Regions from separate parts of the Urocitellus parryii genome. Here region 1 is linked to region 2. Evidence: chromatin contacts called from public Hi-C data. All regions are on one chromosome and are shown on one strand. The core of a region is the stretch at or near the end of the contact, and the rest is flanking DNA. Distances in the headings are between cores, read along the strand shown.

Region 1 (5,712 bases), core at 2,377-4,876, 270 kb before region 2:
TTAAAAAAGTAGAAGTCCTAGAAGAGACCCCAACTAGCCGATACTACAGTAATCCTAGTGTCCAATTCTAGATAAAATTTTACTACATATATGGAAAATACTTGAGCTATGGCAATGAAGGGAGTAAATATAAAGATACATAAAGGAAAAATTGACAGGTCTTGCCGACTGGATCTTGGCTACAAAATAAACTGACAAGAGGGAAGACTTGATGTTTCCTGTGAGGTTTTGAGTGTGAGTGACAGAAAGATGGCACTACTGACAGAAATACAAATGACTCAAGTCTGCTGAGATTGGGGTAAGAGGCTTAGATGTCTGTAAGGGCAGGCTGGGGTAATGTTATAAAGAATGTGCAGGGCCCATCATAATTACCTGACAACTGTAGTTGATAATCAGCTGTAACTAAAGATCTGACCATTGAAGCATTAAAGACTGAAAACAATATGGTAAGATCATAATAAAACATAATATACAAATTTGTCAATACTTGGATTACTACTATTCTTTATACCCTAAAAAGTCTGCCAACATTACCCTTCTACTCACTCTGGCTTGCCGTTGCTTCACTTCAGCCCTTAGTTTATCTCGAATGTGCCTCAGTTGGTGAATCTTGGTTTCAAGAGCACTTTCCTCTGGTTGAGCTCTCTGCAGTTCTTCAGATTCTTTATGGGATTTGTTCGCCTGAGCCTCTAATCTTTCCAAGTGGGCTAAAACACCTAAGGAAAGTAAAAAGGGAATTTCACAAGACAAGGTCTTCTATTTCCACCAACAGCAAGCACTTCAAGAAGGAACAGAGGGTGTCTCTTTTTTCCAGAACTTTGTGGCCAGATGAATTGTTAGAGGATCTGACAACTAAAATCAAAGATCAACCTTTTGGGTTAGACACTGATATAAAAATAGTTCCTTACCAGGTCACTATTCAAAGAGAACAAGAGAGAGAATCTGATTTATCTATTTCATGTTTTCTAGCCAGCAGTATGTTATCTAGGTCTACATAATATCACAAAAGCACATCTCTTTGTGGAAAAGGATGCTTCAACAGTTTTACCAGTCTAGATGAAATCTCCCTTACACAAAGACTATAATTTTTAACTACCATACTTCATTTAATTAGGTTTCTGAAGTAGATCCAACATCTGTGTTGTAGGGTTCATAAGCATATACACACGAGAATCGTTGAGGGAGAAAGTCCAAAAACTTATCTCATTCATCTATCCAACAAAGACTAGACATCTTCCTAGGCTTCATGGTACATGCCTATAATTCCAGCTACTTGGAAGGGTGAGGTAGGAGGTTCGCAAGTTCAAGGCTAACCTCAACAATTTATCAAGACTCGGTCTCAAAATAAAAAGGTGTGGGGATGTAGCTCAATGGTACAGCACTTGCCTGGCATCTCAAGGACCTGAATTTGGTCCCCCAAACCAAAACAAAACAAAACAAAACAACAACTAGACATCTAGACTCCCTAATTCCCTTATGGTTGATATATATCCCACTGAAAAGAAAAACTAGCAAGAGATACAAATAAAAATATAATACACAGAATAGCCATATTTCATTTGTATTTCTTACCATTACTTATTGACTCCTATCTCCTCGTTTTCTCAGGAGCCTCAAATTATATTATCCCTTTTTCTGCTGTATCTATTTCCTCTCAATTGACTCCTTCCACAGATCTCATTCCATAAGCAAAAAGGTGGTAAAATTACCAAGCAGAGGGCCCAAACCAGTATGGGTAACAGCTAAATGTTTAATTATTATTTGGGAAAGACAATAAAGAAATTATAGAATTACCCTTTGACTGGTCTAGGTGATGATCCAAAACTTCCATATCATCACTTATTTTTTTTTTTAATTTATATATGATAGCGGAATGCATTACAATTCTTTTTACACATATGGAGCACAATTTTTCATATCTCTGGTTGTATACAAAGTATATTCACACCAAATCATGTCTTCATACATGTATTTTGGATAATAATGATCATCACATTCCACCATCATTTCTAACTCCATACCCCCTCCCTTCCCCTCCAACCCCTCTGCCCTATCTAGAGTTCCTCTATTCTTCCCATAATCCCTCTCCCTAAAACACTATGATTCAGCCTCCTTATATCAAAGAAAACATTTGGCATTTGGTTATTTGGGATTGGCTAACTTCACTTAGCATTATCTTCTCTAATTCCATCCATTTACCTGCAAATGGCATGGTTTTATTCTCTTTTTATTGCTGAGTAATATTCCATTGTGTATATATGCCAGTTTATCATCACTTATTTTGAAAGAAACAAAATTAGGCCTAGACTAGAGACTTCTAACTGTAGCATGTGTCACCAAACTTATTTTTAGTTTTGAAGTAACAATTAATCTTAACCCAAAGACTGTTTATTATCTAAAGTCTCAGCATAAGCTTTCTGAGTATGGCTTTCAGTCATCTATGATAGTAAGGACTCAGAGGAAAACAAGGATACTAAATTCACCTGACTTTCTCAGAAACTGAATACTCCTTAAGAGTCACTCTTGAAGTTCTAAAAAATAGCACAGAACTAGAAAAGCACAATAACAAGAATTGCTCACAAATACTACTGGGTATTATAGAGGACAGTTAAAGCAACCTCACTTCTGGACAGAAACAGAGAGGCAAATTTCAGTATCCAAAAGACTAAGCACTTATGTATTAAAGTTCATTGTTTCATAATGGCAATCAACTCCAAAATAAAGTATTTGTTGAACATTGCTTACATATTAAGACATTTGTGCTAGATGCTTTACTTATATAGCAGGTAAAAAAGTATGTATATAACATCCACAACCAACACAACAATGCTACTATTCATCTCCATGTTCCAGATGAAGAAATGGAGGCAGAAAACTATACAGTTACTCACTCAAGGGCGCAAACTCTATAAAAGCAGAACCAGACATCAAATACAGGTCTAAGCAATATCCATTCACTGCCCAACACTGATTTCCCCTCAGAAGTAATGCATTAAAAAAAAAAAGAGATCTCACTGGCTACAGCTGCGACTCTGTATGTAAACACTGGTATATCATTAACGCAACCTATCAGTTTCAAAAGGAGGCGCCTAGAAACACCAAGTAATTCTTTTTCCTGTTCTTGACTGCTGTTCTTTGGAGTCTTCCACGTTAGCTGCTTTCACCATTCTAACCCTAAGCAGGACTGCACACACCAGTTACAGGAAGGAAAAGGCTTTCAGCGTGCGGGTTACCTGAGGCAGCAGCACTAAGGGGACAAAAGCGAATTTTAAATACCTCCTGTGGACACACCGTCTTGACATAAAGTGTGTGCGCGCTCCATCTCCTCCTCAAATTCCTGTTTTCCTTTGAAGTTTTCCAGTCAAGTCTAATGAAGTCCTTAACGATAGAAGAAAAACAGCAACAAAGTCAGACCCACGCCCATTTGGACTCACCCTCTGGGCTCCGAGAAAACCCACTAGTCCCCACGGGACTCACCTCCCCGCCCCCAGGGCGCAGCCCCGCAGGCCCAGCCCGGGAGCTTTTTAAAGCCCACACCCTAGTTACCTGCCAGGGGGTCCACAGGCCTTCCATTCACCTTCCTCTCTTCCACACCACAGTCTGGGAAGAGAATTCCCGCCATCCCGCCTTCAAACCAGCGTCAGTCCCAGCGTGCTTTGCGCTCCTTCCGTACAAAAACATGGCAGCGCTCAGGGCCCCTCCCTGATCCCAGGATGCACCGGGGAACAGGCCTGGCCGCTCAGGTTGTTAGGAAGATGGCGTCCTCTGGGGCGGAGCCGCAGATCCTGGTACAATACTTGGTGCTTCGAAAAGATCTATCGCAGGCTCCGTTCTCCTGGCCAGCGGGCGCACTGGTAGCGCAGGCTTGTCATGCAGCTACCGCAGCATTACAACTTCACCGCGACCACCCGCACACCACGGCTTACCTTCGCGAGCTGGGGCGCATGCGTAAAGTAGTTCTCGAGGTGAGGCACCCAGGCCAAGGGAGGGACTTTGAGGACGCCGAGACCGGAAGTGGGTGTGGTCTTGAGGCCTAACTCTGTGGGGTAGGTGTGGTCTGAGTGCGGAGGAATTTCTAACTTTTAGACTTTGGAAAAGGTTTTGGGACTTGGGTTGTTACACGAGGAGCTCTCCCTTGCACCTTCACTTCCTCTGGTTTGTGAAGAGTGGACATCGCGCTCGTTAGTAAGAACGGCTCCGCACCCTTCTGGTCTCACCGGAAATTGGTGGGGCCTGCGGAAACGCCTCCAAGGGCGGAGAATGGCGGAGCGAGTCCTTTCCTGCTAACTCGTGCATTCGCCTTTCTGCGTCCGCACTGGCCAGCCTTGTATAGCTGTCCTCAGATGTAATGCCGCCTAGGTAAACCAACTCAGAAGGGATGTGGACACAAAATTTCCTTTTCGCTTTGGATACAGAAGTAAAGTGAAGTGTGCATTTACCTAGGTGTGACACCACACTATTTGTAAATAGATGTTTGAATAGCATCAGTTGAGCCTAGCATCGGAAATACCAGACACCTCGGTAAATCCGCACACCTTGAAAAACAGCGGTAAGGTCTAGATGGCCAAACAGATCTTAATTACCCTTTGACTCGCAGTTCTGCTGGAAGTCCTGTATCTCTTAAAAAAAAGAAAAAAAAATCAGGTGCAACCAAATAGCTTTGAGCAGATTTTTTTTTTTTTTTGGATTATACATTCCCTGATTTATTCAATAGTTTGTAGTACCTTATTGTGGGCTAATTAAGATGCTGACAGAGATGTAAACAGGAATACATGAAGCGTTTTTCTTGTCTTCTAGAAGTCATTCTATGATCTTCAAGTCACTTCCTCTTCCCCCAAACCAGTTTTACCCAGAATTTTCACTCTCAGTTAATGACCACTTCATCTATCTTTCAAGTATTCGGTTCAAAACCTTGAAATTACCAATGTTGACGCATTTTTCTCCCATACCTTATATCCGACTACTCAGAAATCATGTTTCTTCTAATTTCAGATTATAATAGAATCTGACAATTTCTTATCATCTCTGCTATAGTTTGAGCTTCCTTAAATGTCCCCTAACGGCCTCTGAATTAAAGGTTTGGTCCTGTTTTGTGTACTGGGAGGTAGTAGAAACTTTAAGGGATAGGACCTCACGGGAGCCTTTAGGTCATGGGGATGTGCCCTTAAAGGGGATACTGAGACCCGGACACCTCCTCTTCCTAATTTTTACTTCCTGATCACCATGAGGTGAGCAGCTTTCCCTGCTACATTCTCCTCACCATAAGCAATAGGGTAAATTGGCCATGGACTGAAACTTACAAAACTATAAGCCAAAATAAATCTTTCCTCTTTTTAAGGTGATTATCTCAGTTATTTTGTGACAGTATAATCTACTCTAATACTCTAGTCCACAATTCCTTCATTTTCTCCCTTTGCTATCAATGCAGTCTCCTTCCTGACCCTTTTAACTTCATTTGTGTCTCTTTATACATAATTTTCAACGTGGCATATTTCAGCTTTGTGGCCTTTGTATTTGTTCTTCTCTTGGTCCAGAATGTTGTTCCCCTAGATATTCTTATAGCTTTGAGCAGAGATTTTCAAAGGAGCACTTTGTACTGGTGAAAAATGTAGAAATAATAAATTTCTAGTGCTAGACTTGGTTAATTTGTGCCCTTATAAAGTATTATTGTATAAATAGCTGAAATCATGTTTGAAGTGTATTTAATGGCAT
Region 2 (5,384 bases), core at 944-3,443:
TTCCAGTCCAGATTTCTAGAAATGAAACCCTGGAATTGAGGGAGAAAGAAAAACAAATGTTGGCAGAAAGAGGGAGGAAAATGCATTGTCTATATAATCCCAGTTTAAGTGGAACAATCACTATTAGTTCCATCAAGCACTGTTTTTTCAATAAAACCACTTACCTAAAAATGCAGATCTAAAACACTCCTTTGGCTTAAACCACACGAAAAAGCAATTTAATAGACACAATCTTACAAATTTTCTCAGATAGAAATAAGGAAGAGATTAACTATAACTTTGTGAAATTCAAATTTGCACCTTATAACCCAAAGTTCAATGGAGATTAAATAAGTAGTGCAGAATGTCTACAAAAAATCAAACCAAATACCTCCATTTTCTCTCCAAATTTTCCCTATTCAGGCCCCCCTTTTTACCCACTGCTCCCTAAATATAAAGTCTGAATAAGAAATAAGAGAGAAAACAGTAGACACTGGTTCACGGAAGCAATTTTAGACCTTCCCACAAGGTACAGGAGATATAGTAGAAACACTTCCATTTTATCTAGTTTATGACAAACTGCTCAAAGAATGCCTATTTATCAAACCCCACTGCTACCTTTAACCCAAAACTACTTCTAGTTCAAGAGCCAAAAAACCCGAGCAAATGCGCAAATACTTTCTTTTCACTTTATTCCCAACATGAAGAAATTCGACCCCTTCCTACATCACAGCTTCTGTGAAACTAACAGAGAGGCCCCTTTGGCCAACTTTTTTTTAAGACTAACCTCCCACCAATTCCCTAAGCAAAGCAGAGGAAAAACCTCAAACAAATTTAACCCTTAAAATCCACCCCTACAACTGTCCAATACCTAAACTTCAAGGTAGTAATGTCTTACACGGACGCTTGATTTTCTTCATCACTTAAGTCTAAGCATCATGCCTCACAAATCATGGCCAAAGAGTTCCTCTTGCCATCCACTGAGGTGCTGGGACCGCAATTCCCTCGAGGACCCTTCATTCACCAACCAAATACTCGACATTAAAAATTCACTGTCTCAAAAGAAAAAGTGTCACCTTCTCCACAAGGACACCTGCCTCTTCAACGCCTCCACAATAGAGGAGGAGAGGCGGGCAAGAAAGGATAACAGACTCTCCAGCTTAAAGTTTTCCTCCCCACCAAACTCTGCGGCCACAGCACGGCGGCCTGTCCTTGTCTCACGGGCTGCCGTGTCAACCCCTCCGTTCTCCCTCGAACATCCTTAGACCAGTCAGTGTCTGACCCATGGGAGTGACTGCTTTTATTAAAAGAAAATGGGAAAAAAAGAAAGAAAAACACCACAGCCGGGTAGTAAGGACGAGGGACCCTGGTGTCCGATTTCTGTCTCTTCCAAGGGACCAGGAGAGTTCTGTCCCTGACCACTAACCAACCCCACCTCCCAATCGTCTAGTCAACACCTTTGCTTCCCTTCCTAAGTCCTTTCGGGCAGAATCCCAGGAAAGGGACCAAACCCCAGTCGTAACAGGAAAATCGGCTTTATCCACCCATTTCTACCTCCCAAGTCCCTGGTCCCGGGCAGAGAAGGCAAGAGCGCGGGGCTAAGCGCAAGTGCCGTCGAAGGCTGCGCCTACGGAGAGGTACGCCGGGGTCGCCCCCATTTCGCGGTGCAGGAGACGAGACTCGGAGAGGTTGGCGGGCTGGCCAAGGTCACGGCGCTCCTCGGGGCCGAGGGGCGCCCGCGCTGACTTCCGGCTCCCCCTCTCCGCGGCGGCTCGGGGCGCCCGCTCCCCACCCGGCCCGCGCCGCGCAGCCTCGCGCGTCCTCCGCGGATGCTCGCCCTCGGCTAACTAGGGCAACTGGGAGAGAGGCGCAGGCGAGGCGCTCTGCAGCGAGCTCCCTCGCCGGGGAGCAGCCCCCAGCTGGTGCCGGTGACAGCTGCGACCTCGGCCCCTCCAGCCGCGCCAGGCCAGGAGGGGAACTCGGGGAAAGTGGGAGGGGGAGATGAAACCGAGAGAAAGGCGAGCAGGGGCGGAGGGCGCCAGCTGCTCCCCGCCCCCTAGGGCCTCGGCGGCCGCGCGGCTCGTGACAGCTGCACCCACCGCGAGGCTCCGCGCCCGCCGCCGCCACTCACCTGCCGCCGTCGCCGCCGCCTCTGGGCCGCGCTCACGGGCGCCGCGCTCGTCCGCGACCGTAGCGGCGCCGCCGCGGCCTCCGCCGCTCCTCGGCCCGGCGCCCAGCCCCCGGGGCCCAGGCGGCTGCAGCCGCGGCTCTCCGGCCCCCTCCTCCGGAGCACGGGTCCCCTCGCAGGGGGATGCAGAACGACCCCAGAGCAGGCTCTGCCCGAAGGTGCAGCGGCGAACAGGCGACCGAGGCGCTCGAGGCCGCGGTCCAGCCGTCGGAGGACAGGGCTCGGCAAGCAGCGTCAGTCTCCCGCTCGCCTGGCCTGAAGAACAGGCATTTCAGCCGCTCTCCGCGGCCGCCATGTTCTCCTCCTGCTCGGCCGCCGCCGCCGCCGCCACCGCCCCCCGCTCACGGCCCGCCCCCTCTGCGCCCCGCCCCGCCCCGCCCCGCTCAGGCCGCCCCGCCCCGCCCCGCCCGCCGCCAGCCCCCGCCCGCTCGGCTGCCGGGGCCCGGGCGACTCGGTGCCCGCGAGCTCCGACGGCGCGCCCGGGCCAGCGCGCCCCCACCTACCCTCCCGGCCCGAGGAGCCAGAAGCCGCCCCGCGCCCTCTGTCGGCTGCAGGTCCGCCCCGGCCCGGGTCCTAACGAAGTGTGGGAAAGGAGGCCCGAACTCTTCCCAGCTGGCCCTCCCCTCGGGGCGGTCCTCTGCCCAATGCCGGGAAGCGGCCTCCAACCCCTGGGTGCCCCAGCCCGGGCCGCCCAGCCTGCACCCTCCTGCTGCTCTTTATCTTCCAGGGGAGCCTGTAGAGCGGCCAAAGGCCGTGTGGACCCGGGAGGAGTGGGCTCGGTGCCTGTCTCTCCACTACGGTGTTGTATTACTTTAAGTGAGACACATCCCGCGGGCCTCGTTTTTTATTCTGTAAAATTGGGAGGTGGTTGTCTAGATGATTTCACAGACTGTTAGACAAGGGAAAAGAAAGCTCATCTACTCCCTTCATTTTACAGATGAAAAGATCTGACTGACACGTCTGGCTCTGCAATTGCATGAATTACCCAAAATGTCTGTCATTCATAGATCTTTTCCCTCAAGGGGGGCCCACACCTTTCTTCTTTTCTATCTCCTTTTCTTATTCTATAATGGAAGTGCTACTTCCAAAAGTGGAGTGTTCCTTGTCACTAGAAACATCAAACAGCAGCAGAACAGTCTCACATGCCGTGGTGGCTTTATCTGGAAAGCAGCCCTATCCAAAGGCTGGCATTATAATACCCATCTTCTCCCTGGCCATGAAAGCGCTTTGTAAAGGGCCCTAAATCCTCTTTCCTTTTTCTGAATTCTTGTACCCATTTAGCCATCCTCACCTACCTCAATCCTGTCCTCCTGCTGCTGTAGCCCAACACTTCTGTTTCTTTTCCTGCATTTTCTTCCCAAAAGTAGCCTTTGTAAATCCTTAAGCCCCTCATCCTTCTCCAAATGAACATTTTCTTTGAAAACACCGACCTCCCTAGCACCTAAGACAGCAGGAGATTTCTTCCCCAGGCAGGTACTCCATCCTGCTAGGTTCAGCTCTATCTTCCTCTTCCTATTGCGGTCATTCTCATAAAACACCCTCTAGCCCATAACCCGCATTCATTCAAATATTCCTTCATCTACATATTCATCCAACTGATTGTTGTCAAAGACCTACTAATGAGTCCCTGGGTGCATATCATTAGCTCTGCCCTCATCTGCTTTTTTCTTTACCTTCATTTATTTATTTTTATGTCATGCTGAGGATGCAACCCAAGGCCTCAAATGTGCTAGGCCAGCGCTCTACTGCTGAGCTACAACACCAGCCCCCCTCATCTGCTCTAACACTACCTCTAGCCACCCGCAATAATAGCTGGAAATACACGGGGCATTCATCAGTTCTGTCTCCTTCTTTTGGGCCTAACTTCCCTAGTCCAATCCAGACTGTGTAGAGCACCTTATTCTGACCTCTGGTGGCCAAGAATGAGGCACTTATGCATGGTCTTCCGGTCTCCATTGGTCTCCAATAAATGCTGATTGCCAAATCCTTTCATGTGACCTTTCTACAGCACTTGCCACTGCTAACTCTTTCTTTTTGAAACTTATCTCTCTTCCCTGTCTTCTGCATCTCCTCCCCTGTCTCTCTGCCTGTTTTCTGGACTTTTCTTGACTGCTCCTTCTTTGCTAAGACATAAAATGTTGTTATCCTTAAGCTTTTATTTTTTTCCTTCCCCTCCTCTCACTTAGATTGACTGTTTATTTCCACAGCTCCTTCTGTCAACATATTCCTGAATCTCCTTCTTTCAGTCCCCCACTCTGCAGCCCAGTGTCTTAATTAGCTCTAAAACATCCTCCAGATACACAGTGCTGGTGTTGAATGATGAATGAAATTCAAATATGATTTATATTGCCAGAGCCATCCATGACTTCTTTTCTCCTCTCTCTGCAAGTCATAATCACTTGCCAAAGCATTTATATCACTGTCTTATCTCTCCCAAATGGCCATCTTTTCTCTGGTCATTTTCAACTTCTCTCTGGCTCCATCTGCTTTTACTAACCCAACCGACTTCCTTAACTCCAGCTAACCCCCACCCACCACCAGGAATGCTACATACAAGAGCAAAAGATTCATTAGTAAGATTTACTTCCTGAACCCCACAGTACCCTCTAAGAAATCCATTTACATTAGCCAAGTAAGTGAATATTTCTTTACTCCCAAAGTACAGTGCTAATCAACAAGTAGGACTGACACCTATTAAATGAAAATGATTTGAAGAGGTTTTTTAAAATGCAAATATATGACAATTTTATTTTTGTAGCCCAGATATATAATTCCAGGCACTATCGACCCCATACATTAATGATAATTCTTTGGTAGAATTAAAATGCTAGTTCTATAACCAGGATCTATAACATACTTATTGGGTTTTCTCCAAAGCATAATAATTTTCCAGTTCTATAAACATATGTCTAGTGTACATGAAAGCACTGAGGCAAGAAGTGACTCAAGTTTGACACTCAAAAAAAAGTATTTTTTGTTCTGTAACAATGATAGACTCATAAAATATTTAAACAATAAGCACACAAAAAAAGGGTTTTTTTAAACAACTCAACTAAGTCAGAAAAACATAGTGAATACCTACCTTTCCACACATCACAAACATTCATGTGTTGATTTACACATATCAATATGGTATACGTATTCCATTTTATACAAAAATAAAGTCACATTATAAAGGTTCATTAATAATCTGGTGTCCTTACTGTACAATAAATTT

Evidence for each region. Hi-C and Micro-C count contacts between places; a contact is called where the count stands out from the background.
Region 1: a contact with region 2 is called in a Hi-C map of liver, with 5 times the contacts expected there. The contact joins the promoter of Cenpo here to the promoter of Ncoa1 in region 2. A contact is called at or near these places in 2 of 2 Hi-C or Micro-C datasets (liver and muscle).

The regions. Positions count from the first base shown.
Region 1 is chr12:49,837,878-49,843,589 of mUroPar1.hap1, reverse strand. Cenpo (centromere protein O) reads right to left here and starts at 3,626. Exons shown (of 7, transcript XM_026398455.2): 1 at 3,547-3,626; 2 at 3,277-3,378; 3 at 547-716. The coding sequence starts at 3,322. Ptrhd1 (peptidyl-tRNA hydrolase domain containing 1) reads left to right here and starts at 3,612. Exons shown (of 2, transcript XM_026398675.2): 1 at 3,612-3,965. The coding sequence starts at 3,714.
Region 2 is chr12:49,570,101-49,575,484 of mUroPar1.hap1, reverse strand. Ncoa1 (nuclear receptor coactivator 1) reads right to left here and starts at 2,193. Exons shown (of 21, transcript XM_026385104.2): 1 at 2,111-2,193.